Regions from separate parts of the Mus musculus genome. Here regions 2 and 3 are each linked to region 1. A link is a contact called in public promoter capture Hi-C data. All regions are on one chromosome and are shown on one strand. Each heading gives the region's core, a stretch centred on a gene start, on an enhancer-like site or on the middle of the called end of the contact. The rest is flanking DNA. Distances are from core to core; before and after follow the strand shown. Region 1 holds the start of Bcl2l12 (BCL2-like 12 (proline rich)). Region 2 holds the start of Sec1 (secretory blood group 1). Region 3 holds the start of Hsd17b14 (hydroxysteroid (17-beta) dehydrogenase 14).

Region 1 (3,280 bases), core at 410-2,909:
TCTTAAGAAACGCAACCTAGGGCTGGTGAGATGGCTCAGTGGGTAAGAGCACCCGACTGCTCTTCCAAAGGTCCAGAGTTCAAATCCCAGCAACCACATGGTGGCTCACAACCATCCGTAACAAGATCTGACTCCCTCTTCTGGTGTGTCTGAAGACAGCTACAGTGTACTTACATAAAATAATAAATAAATCTTTAAAAAAAAAAAAAAAAAAAAAAAAAAAAAGAAACGCAACCTGGCTTTCAGGATTCTGTTCCTAGAATCTGCCAATCAATTCCCGTCTGTCCCTCCAGTCCTATCCCACCCCCTGCCCTGGTCCAGCCACACCCAGAAATGCGTCTGAAATCTTTCCCCCAGCACCTGGAAGATGCCAAAGTCAGCCATCTGTGCGTCCTGCCGTAGGCCATGCTTCCACGGGATCCTGAACCTCGTTCGGCTCTCGTCCAGCCAGGCCACGCCTTCCAGCTGCCCCAGGTCCAGCTGTGACACCAGCCAGGGCAAAATCCGCGGTTTCGGGGTTTCCATGCTCTAGCCTGCGCACCACAGGACAGTTCCTGAGCCTGTCTGTCACGGGGCAAATGCACTCAAACCTCTCCGACCCGCCACAACACAGGTCTTCCTTCACCATTGTGTACAAACGGGAAACTCCTTCCCACCTTTCCAAATCCAACGGGACCGCCTCTCCTACCCCCCAGAGTCTTCTATATGAACTCTACCCATAGGTTCCTTCCCTTTTCTAAATGTAAACTCCTATTATCCAAAGCTGGCACCCTATTTCAAGAGTGGAGTCCTCTTTCCCTCGTCTTTAAAGGATCCTAACTGCTCTCACAACCGCCTCACCCTTGCAGAAAACCCTTACTCATTTCCAGAGTCTTTTCCCAGGTGCTGTCGCTTCTTCTGTTTTTTTGTTTTTTGTTCCTATATTGTTTTTACGGATGTTTGAGACAGGGTCTTAGTATGTAGCATAGGCTGTCCTTGAACTTGCTATGTAGCCAAGGCTGGTCTTCAACTCACTCTGTGGCCCTGGCTGGCCTCGAATGCACTCTGTAACCCAGGCTACCCTCAAACTTATTCAGTAGCTCAGGCTGGTCTTCAAATCGCTTAACCCATGTTGGTCTGGCGCTCATTCTGTCGTCCAGCCTGGCCTGGAGCTCACTGGCCTTGAACTTACAGCAATCTTTACTGCCTCCAGCCTGGATGCTGAGACTGCAGGCTTCCGTCTACAACGCGTGGCCATTCTGCTTTTCGGTAGCCGAGCTTCTGAGCGACAGGTTTGCCCGATCCTGCGCCCTGAGGCCGCCACCCTCCCGGCTCTTCCGCGTTACCTACCAGGGGAGGAATTGGGCGCCCGTGCGGCGCGGGTGCCAGCAGTGGTTTTGGGGCTCCCAAACAGTAGTTCTGAGACTCGCAGCCACGCAACCCCCTTCTTTGTCAGCTAAGCCTCCGAGCGCTGGGACTTCCTTTTCTAACGATATTTTGAGATATAAAAAGTTTTTCTCAACATTGACGAAATAAAGTCAAGAAATCCCGGAGCGCACTTCGGCTTAGCAGGCCTAACTCCCTCAAATGCCCTTTTTTGGCCTTCCGCCTACAGGCATGCTGGGAACGCCATATGCAAATGACCGCAAAAGAAGGCTCCACCCCTTCGACGTTGGGGCGGTTGCCGTGTCGGCCCAGTGCGCAGGCGTGGGAAAGTTGAACTTCCGAAGTAAAAGTTTGTAGAAATTGTGAGAAAGCGTGTACGCCAGTGCGACGGGGACACAACCGCGAGCCAGGTGAGCTGGGTGCCAGGGAGGGGACAGGGTTGCAGGAAAGGCCACAGCCAGTCCTGCCAAGCTGTGACTTCCAAGCACCCGGGGTCTCCCGGTGCACGCCAGAGGTAAAATTGGAACTACATCTCCCAGCAGACTGCTCGGTGAAAAGTGGGGAAATCGGACCAGCGTTTGCCGCAAAGCATACTAGGATTAGTAGTTCCCTATTCTCTACGGTCTTCGAGCCTTCTTTGGCGCTGCTAGCTGAGAGGGAACTCCAAACCCCCTTCCCGCTCCTTCCTGCAAGAGTTCAAGCACTCATTTACCTCCTTTCTTAGACTCAGTAATTCAGACCGTTTCTCCTCAACTGAATCAACTGCCCCACTGGCCCTTAAAAACCACCTTTTCCTTGGAGTTAGGCGCCCTCTTCATTCAGTGATTCAGAAGTTTGAGTTATCCCTGCACTTGGGTGCATCCTCTGTCTTCTGCCTCAGGTACCCCCATGGCCGGCTCTGAAGAGTTGGGTCTCCGAGAGGACACACTGAAGGTTCTGACGGCCTTCCTTAAGCGCGGTGAAGTCGCTGGGTCCCCTGTCCCAACTCCACCCAGGTGAGTTCCACTCCCCCAGCGTCAGCCTTTGATGGGAAGATCTTCCTGAGTCTTGTGGTCCAAACCTATCTACTCCCATCAGACCTAACTCCATGTGCCTGGGCTGAGTTTCAAGAGTGATCTTCCATGAAAGGATGAAGGGATCACTTGCCCAGACCCCTTCGGGATAACTCCGAGGTTCTTGTCCCTAGGAGTCCTGCCCAAGAGGAGACAACAGATTTCCTGAGCCGCCTCCGAAGATGCCTCCCTTGTCCCCTGGGGAGAGGAGCTCCCCCCACGGAGTCCTCTAGGCCCCACTTCCTTCCCCTCCGCCCCTGCTATGGTTCCGAGCCTGGTAAGAGATTTATTCAGGTCACTTGTGAAACTTTCAGGGCTAGGAGTTTTGGTTCCAAAAAATCCAGACAGGACCCATTATAAAGTCAACACGGTTCAGCTTCAGCACAAGCCATAACCATTTCAAGTCTTTGTCACACCTCTTTCTAGCGGGTAAGTGTAAGTGTTTGTGCTTGGATAGGAGGTACCCTGGGGCTCCAAAGCCCGGGAAGCATGCAGCTCTGAAGGGAGAAGGGGTCCCAGTGCAAGGGATGCCTGAGACTGGGGGCCCAAGAGCCACACAGCGCTGAGGTGGGACGTGTCCCGATGGAGGGGTATCCTGAGACATGGGGGCCAGGACCCTTACAGCTTTGAGAGGAAGTCTCCTCAGCAGAGGCATTGTGGCTCCCAAGGGAGTAGAGCCTCAGCACCGCTCCACTTCTTTGCTTCCTGGCTTCTTCCGATGAGAGAGTCACACCAGGCAGAAAATCTCATGAAAGAGATTTGTTGGAGAGTCCAGAGTGGAGTGAGGACACCATGGCTGGCCGCCCTCTGCTCCTGGGATCAGACAGCAGGGAATTGGACAAAGGATGGGGCTTATCTGGGAC
Region 2 (3,280 bases), core at 322-2,821, 700 kb before region 1:
GAATCTCTCTGCTACACTAGGCCTTTAGCCTCTGGACTTTTGCTGTTGTTTTTGAGATAGGATCTCTGGTAGCCCATTATTATATCTAACTCATTATGTAGCTAAAAATGAACCTCTGGTCCTCCTGCTTTGTAGCTCTTCAATGCTGGGCTGATAGGCATTTACCACTATACCTGGTTTACAGTGGGCTTGTGGGGGACCAAACCCAGAGCCACATGCACGCTAACGCTACCAAGTTGAGCTCCAGCCCAGCCTGTTTCTGGATCTTTCCAGAAACCTTTCGCTTCATCTGGAGTTGCCTTTCTTGCCCCTTCCTTGTGGGCAAATTCCTACTGGAACAAATACAGACTTCAGGAGATTCCGCCCACCCCCACACATACACCATGAACAAATAAAGACTTCAGGAGATCACCCCCACCCCCTGCCCCCCCCCCCCACACACACCATGAAGTCATTTGTCTAGCTGGTGAGGTGAACAGAATTTGTCTTCTTTGAGGTCTGGTGGCCACCTGTGCCACCCCTATTACTGTGCAGGGACAGGCAGGGCTGACATCTGGAGGGGAGGGGAGGGGAGGGGAGGGGTGAGGAGGGGAGGGGAGGGAAGGGAAGGGCCTGGTCGGCAAGTGGTACAGATGTGGATTTCACACCAATTTGCTTCGGCTGCTAGAAACAAAGTTTGAGTCACAAGGAACACATAAGGCTCTCTGCTCTGGGCTTTCATCTTCTACACGCAGGCTCTTGGGTGGGAGGAGCTCCCGCAGCTTGGGTGGTTCCCACAACCCCTGTGAACTTCCTTAACCCTCTCCCCCTGCCCTCAACGCCCACTACCTCTGTATCCTAGCAAGATCTTCCCATCAGCGTGCTCACAGAGAAAGGGAGGCCTCTGGGTATTCAAATAGTAACAGGAAACTCATAGGGTGCTTGCTCTGGGCCAGGCCTGTTCCAAAGCCTTAATGTCGATTAATAGGTTTCAGCTTCAAACTGCACTTGTTAAATAATCCCTGGACTTCCGATCCCCCACCTCCTAAGTGCTGAGAACTGGGCCACCATGGCTCTATCTAGACTATATTTCAAGATTAGATGATAGTCGTCGAAGCCTCCCCCTCGCCCATCAGAATAATAAAATATCTTAAACGCCAAACTTTCTGGATATGAGACTACCGGGCACCTTTGTCAAATTTCTTGCCTTTTCCAGCCATACCTAGTCTATTGTCTTTTGGCTAATCATCAAGCAACACAAATCTTACTAGAACCCAGTTACTCCACGGGAGTCCTTTCACTTCCAAGTACACTGGCCACTTTCTCCCAGGTAATTTATTTAGAACTTAAGCTTGGTGTATCAAGGCCTTTTCGGTTGCCTTGGAAAGACTCTCCCAACACGGATGGGGTGTGTGTGTGTGTGATCTGTAGACACAATTCCACAAGACATGAGCCTTTATTGTGACAAATAACCTATAAGGCTCACAGGTCCAAGCAGTCACTTCCGGTCCCAACGTAGGCAACGTCACATGCGGAGTGGCGTCACGGGCACTGAAGCTTCTGATTGGCTCTGGGGACTCACACCTTACATTAGTAGCTCACTTTAGTTCCTGGGCCCAGGGCTCCGTGTGGGTGGCAGCAGGCCTCGGCAGGCACCTCCGCGCTCCTTCTGCTGCAGTCGCCGCAGCGGCCGGGCCCATCGTGGTCTCCAGGGCAGCGCGAGGCCGTGGCGGTTCAGGATGAGGCGCGCAGGGTCATAGTTGTCGTCGTCGTGGGTCTGCGCAGCACGGCCCAGCAGGAGGTAGTCAGCGCCAGGGCGCAGGCGCAGGCAGCCGCAGATTAGGTCAGCACGTGGCACCCAGGCCTCCTGGCCACCGCGGCGCACGGGCCACGCACGCTGTTTGAACACAGCCAGCACGTGCACGGCCAGCCGCCACCACTCGGGGCCCACCGCCTCAGACGGCTGCGACGACGACGCTGAAACCTGGGCGTGCAGAACTGAGGGAAGACACCACCTCAGGCAAGTGGGAGGCTAGCCCGGAGGAGGGCAGGCCTGATGAAGATGGCACCGTCACGTGGCGGTGGGAAGGGTCAGGCAAGGGCCTAGATTGGTGGTTCTCAGCTTGCGGGTCGTGACCCCCTTGAGGGACTACCCATCTTTTTCACAGTGGTCTCCTTGGACCATTGGGAAAAAGGTATTTACGTTGCAATTCGTTTGCAATTCATAACAGTAGCAACATTACAGATATAAAGTAGCAACGGGAATAATTTTATGGTTGAAAGGGTCACCACAACAGGAGGAACCACATTTGGAAGGTTGAGAACCACTGGTTTAAAGGGAGGCCAGGATCAAAGTTGGGAAGGAGTTATGTTGTGGTTTAGGATGGTGGACGCTGGTGGAATGTGAAGTGGGGGAGGGGAGAAATCCAAGATTGTGCTTGTAAGGGCCATGTGAGTTGCAGGACATGGGGGTGGAGGGTGGGAAATTGGGTGTGTGTGTGTGCGTGCCTAGAAATGGGATCAGGAAGAGTATGTGAAGCAGGGTTTTTAGGGTTGCAGTAAATTAAGAAGGATGAGGGAGGCAGAGGTCCAGAGGGATGCTCACCAGAGATCAGTCAGGGAGAGCATCCTAAGGACGTCAGATAATGCTGGCTGGGACTCTTGGAGTCATGTTCCTATTAACAGTAGCCTCAAGATTCCAGGGTCTCACTAAAATGTCGACGCTGGTCTAGAACTTACTCTGTAGCCTAAGCCAATCCAGAAGTCACTGGCGTCCCTCTGCCTCAGCCCCCTGAGAACTGAAGGTTTTGAGCTTGCACCAGCATGTTAAGCTAAGCCCAGAGCATTAGTGTTACACAGTGAGCCGGTTCCCAGGAGTGGGAGCCTCCAGAGAGGTGGGCCTTGTCAGAAAGGCTCTGGGGTAAACTGGCGGTCCAAAGAATGAATTGAGTGGGAAGGCCTGAGACTCGACTGATGTCACGCTACTGTGAATCAGTGCTGTGGTGTGGAGGGCCAGGAAGACCTCGGGGCTAGTTGCTGGCTAGCAAGGCAGATCTGTGAGTAGGAGAAGCCCCACCTCAAAGACGGGTGACACTGAAGTCAGTTGATGATCCTAGGGGCAAAGCAGCCTGTGCTCTGGGACAGAAAGCGGTGACCAGGAATGGTCCATCCTTTTCTGGCTAGGCCCAACCCCTGAGTATCTGAGAGCTGAGCTCATGGGCCTCAGTATTGGGCCCTGCTGTGCAGGGGTGGGGGTGGGGGGGGCAAAGGCTCAGATCTGAGACTGGAGGGATATGACAGG
Region 3 (3,280 bases), core at 423-2,922, 560 kb before region 1:
GAGACAGAGGCCCAGACTGGGGCTAAACCTGGAGGCACATAACAGATTCTGAGTGCAGGGAAGTCAGAAATTTGATACAGGAAGCAAGTGTTTTGTTCATTCCTAAAGATGGGAGGGAGAGCAGGGCAGAGGGACTGAGCTGTCCTGGGCATGGGTAGCTGGAAAGAGGGACTGGAGACCAGGTGTGGGACAGAAAACACTCACCTGCAAATCTCTTTCCTGTGTCACGTCACCGGGGATAAAAACAGTGCCCGAGAGTTCCTGCTCCAGAGCCCGGCCCCCAGCCTCTGCAGGAGAAAGATTTTGGGTCTGAGGAAGGAGAGCTGAGGCTTGGACACCAGAGTCTGAGGGTAGAGGGCTAGGGAAGAGCCCTGGATGGGAGGGAAGAAAGCCAGGACTTGAATTCCTGGGTCCGAGGAAGCAGAGCTGGGTTCAAGGGAGGAGAGCTAGGCGCGGATCCCTTTCGATGGAGGAGGCAAGGGAGAATCGAACACTGAATCACTCACCATCCTTGTCACAGAAAACCACTTGAGCCCCACTGTCCACTGCCAAAAGAAGAGAACAAGGTTACAAGCCCTGCAGACTTTCCTCACCATCTCTGGTGCCCTCTGCTGGCCACCACCCAGAGCACCTGCCACTCCAGCGGCTCTTGTGACTGGCTTCAGTCCTCTTACAAGAGCAGAATCTTGCAACAAATAACCTTTTTCATTAAGCTGCTGTTGGCCCCCATCCTGGATTCTAGAAAAATCCCAAACCGATAGGCAATAATACTCTCAAAGCTATCATTTGCAGCTAGGAACCGATCCAGGGAAGATTTTTTTTTTTATTTTTATATTTTTGAGACAGAGTTGCTCTGTATGGTCCTGGCTGTTCTGAGCTCACTCTGTAGATCAGGCTGGCCTAAAATTCAAGAGATTCGCCTGCCTCTGCCTCCCAAGTGCTGGGATTAAAGGTATATGCCACCACTGCCAGGCCAGTGGAAGAACTTTTTTTTTTTTTTAAGATTTATTTATTTATTATATGTAAGTACACTGTAGCTGTCTTCAGACACTCCAGAAATGCCAGATCTCATTACAGATGGTTGTGAGCCATCATGTGGTTGCCGGGAATTGAACTCAGGACCTTCAGAAGAGCAGTCAGTGCTCTTAACCGCTGAGCCATCTCTCCAGCCCAAGGAAGAGTTTTTAATGACCAACCTATCAGCAAAGACCCAACAATCCAAATGGACTGAGGGACTGGAGAGATGGCTCAGCAGTTAAGAGCACTGGCTGCTATTCCAAAGGACCCAGGTTCATTTCCCAGTGCCCATATGGCAGCTCACAACTGTTTGTAACTCCAGTTCCAAGGGATCTAATACTCTCAGCCAGATTCAACAACAATGCAGAGGAAAATAAAAATAAACAAATCATTTAAGAACAAATAAATCATTACAGAAATGAACCTGAGTCTCCTCCTCCCACTCTGGGAACCTCTGTCAGTCATCCTTTCTCTCCTACAACAATTCAGACAGCAGGCGGGAAGACCCTTACTCACCGAAGGCTCTCACGATCGCAGCCCCGATGCCCCGGCTGCCTCCAGTCACCACCACCACCTTCCCAGAATATCGGGTTACTGCAGCCATCCCCAGCTGTATCCCACGCCCTCTGGACCTCTTCCCACCTCCACAGTCCAGAGAAGCAGTGGGGTGGAACCAGATATACAGGCTGGGTCACTGAAGGCTGACCTTGGGAGGGGGTGTTTCTAGGAAGGCACACCTGGGAGAACTGAGGACTCTCCTTCCTAGCCCTTCTTTTTCAGTCCCAGGGTACCCAAACTGACAGTCCTCCTTCAGACTCAGGGACCCTCACCCCAGCTCTGCCTCCTCAGACTGACTTCAGCCTTGCTCCCTTTGACTTGTTTTTTTTGTTTTGTTTTGGTTTGGTTTGGTTTGGTTTTTCGAGACAGGGTTTCTCTGTATAGCCCTGGCTGTCTTGGAACTCACTTTGTAGACCAGGCTGGCCTGGAACTCAGAAATCCGCCTGCCTTTGCCTCCCAAGGGCTGGGATTAAAGGCGTGCGCCACTACACCCGGCTTTTTTTCTTTTTTTTTTTTTTTTCCTTTGACTTGTAAGACCAGGGCTACTTCTTCTGGCTTGATTCAGGCTCCAGCCTCCTCCCTCAGACCCATATTGTTTGTTTGTTTGTTTGTTTTTCGAGACAGGGTTTCTCTGTATAGCCCTGGCTGTCCTGGAACTCACTCTGTAGATCAGGCTAGCCTCAAACTCAGAAATCCACCTGTCTCTGCCTCCCAAGTGCTGGGATAAAAGGCGTGTGCCACCACTGCAGATTGGGCCCTTACCCTTGTTTGTCAGAACACAATGTCACAACCACAGAGAGAATAAAAGCTATTTATTGACTAATAGTTCAAAGTTTTCATCCAATTTTGGACAGTGTTGGGAAAATCAATCTTTGACCATAGCGGCCCTGGCCCTCCTAGAATACATGCTGGAATGAACCTCTCCCCTGTGGTCCTGAATGGTCCCACACCTCAAAGTTGTGCTTCCAGCTTGTAGGGCTCAGTATAAAGATGGGAGTCAAAAGCTGGACTGCAGCAGAGTGACTCTGAAGGGCCATGCCCCCTCTTCCTGGGTCAGAGCTGGAGGGGCCTTCCCAGGGTCCCACCTGGCCTCCCATGGGGCCAGGCCTCTCCGGCTGCCTTGGCATGAGAACCCTGTGGTAGCAGAAGTAGCCTTGTGAGGAGCTGGGGACGAGGTGACCTGGGGCAGTTCTTCACTGGGAGGCTGTGGGCTTGGCTGGAGACAGTCTCCCCTGGTATCCAAATTTCTGCCTGGAGAGGCTAAAGGGATAAGGAGCAGTGTTAACTTAATCACGTGACATCCACACTTCCAGGCTTCCTCCCTCAGAGCCTGGGCGCCTCACCTGCCATCAGCCTGTGCCACTGGGAAGCCTCTGTAGCTAGAGCCTGGGAGAGGCTGAGCACTCGCTCCCGGTGGCCTCCAGGTACTGGTGAGCAGGTTGCAGAGTGCCTGGGACTACAGAAAATAAGCCACGGGTGTCACACAGGCCACTGGGGCTCGCTGGGAGTTCTTCCTAGCGGGTATCTATCTAGAGGACTTTAAGCTCAGGCTCTCTGCATTTATTACCAGTAGACCAGCAGTGAGGTCACCATTACAGTAGGAACCGCTGGGTCTGATACAGGCCACAGGAGCTCTGCTATTACTGACCAGGCATGAGGGGCTTCCTGGCTATGATAACACCACTGCCTCTGCCCCTCCCCCATT

What was found. Promoter capture Hi-C pulls out the DNA fragments that hold promoters and counts their contacts. Capture Hi-C pulls out chosen DNA fragments and counts their contacts.
Region 2: a contact with region 1 is called in a promoter capture Hi-C map of liver, with 4 times the contacts expected there. The contact joins the promoter of Sec1 here to the promoter of Bcl2l12 in region 1. A contact is called at or near these places in 6 of 39 promoter capture datasets (the C10 cell line, embryonic stem cells, hippocampal neurons and 2 more), 3 of 484 Hi-C or Micro-C datasets (CD4 T cells, myocytes and regulatory T cells), 8 of 115 datasets of contacts at active chromatin or transcription factors (bone marrow-derived macrophages, embryonic forebrain, embryonic limb bud and 5 more) and 3 of 9 other capture datasets (liver, macrophages and pancreatic islet).
Region 3: a contact with region 1 is called in a promoter capture Hi-C map of adipose tissue. The contact joins the promoter of Hsd17b14 here to the promoter of Bcl2l12 in region 1. A contact is called at or near these places in 3 of 39 promoter capture datasets (hippocampal neurons, liver and pre-B cells), 1 of 484 Hi-C or Micro-C datasets (natural killer cells) and 2 of 9 other capture datasets (adipose tissue and pancreatic islet).

What each region holds. Positions count from the first base shown.
Region 1 is chr7:44,995,958-44,999,237 of GRCm38.p6, reverse strand. It overlaps Bcl2l12 (BCL2-like 12 (proline rich)), which reads left to right and starts at 1,659. Exons shown (of 7, transcript NM_029410.3): 1 at 1,659-1,775; 2 at 2,246-2,360; 3 at 2,552-2,694. The coding sequence starts at 2,254. It overlaps Irf3 (interferon regulatory factor 3), which reads right to left and starts at 1,590. Exons shown (of 8, transcript NM_016849.4): 1 at 1,330-1,590; 2 at 361-533. The coding sequence starts at 525.
Region 2 is chr7:45,692,693-45,695,972 of GRCm38.p6, reverse strand. Sec1 (secretory blood group 1) reads left to right here and starts at 1,571. Exons shown (of 4, transcript NM_001271578.1): 1 at 1,571-1,999. It overlaps Ntn5 (netrin 5), which reads right to left. Exons shown (of 7, transcript NM_001358870.1): 7 at 1,417-1,977. The coding sequence ends at 1,583.
Region 3 is chr7:45,553,320-45,556,599 of GRCm38.p6, reverse strand. It overlaps Hsd17b14 (hydroxysteroid (17-beta) dehydrogenase 14), which reads right to left and starts at 1,672. Exons shown (of 9, transcript NM_025330.3): 1 at 1,534-1,672; 2 at 507-545; 3 at 205-287. The coding sequence starts at 1,621. Plekha4 (pleckstrin homology domain containing, family A (phosphoinositide binding specific) member 4) reads right to left here. Exons shown (of 20, transcript NM_001381849.1): 19 at 2,919-3,031; 20 at 2,371-2,835. The coding sequence ends at 2,573.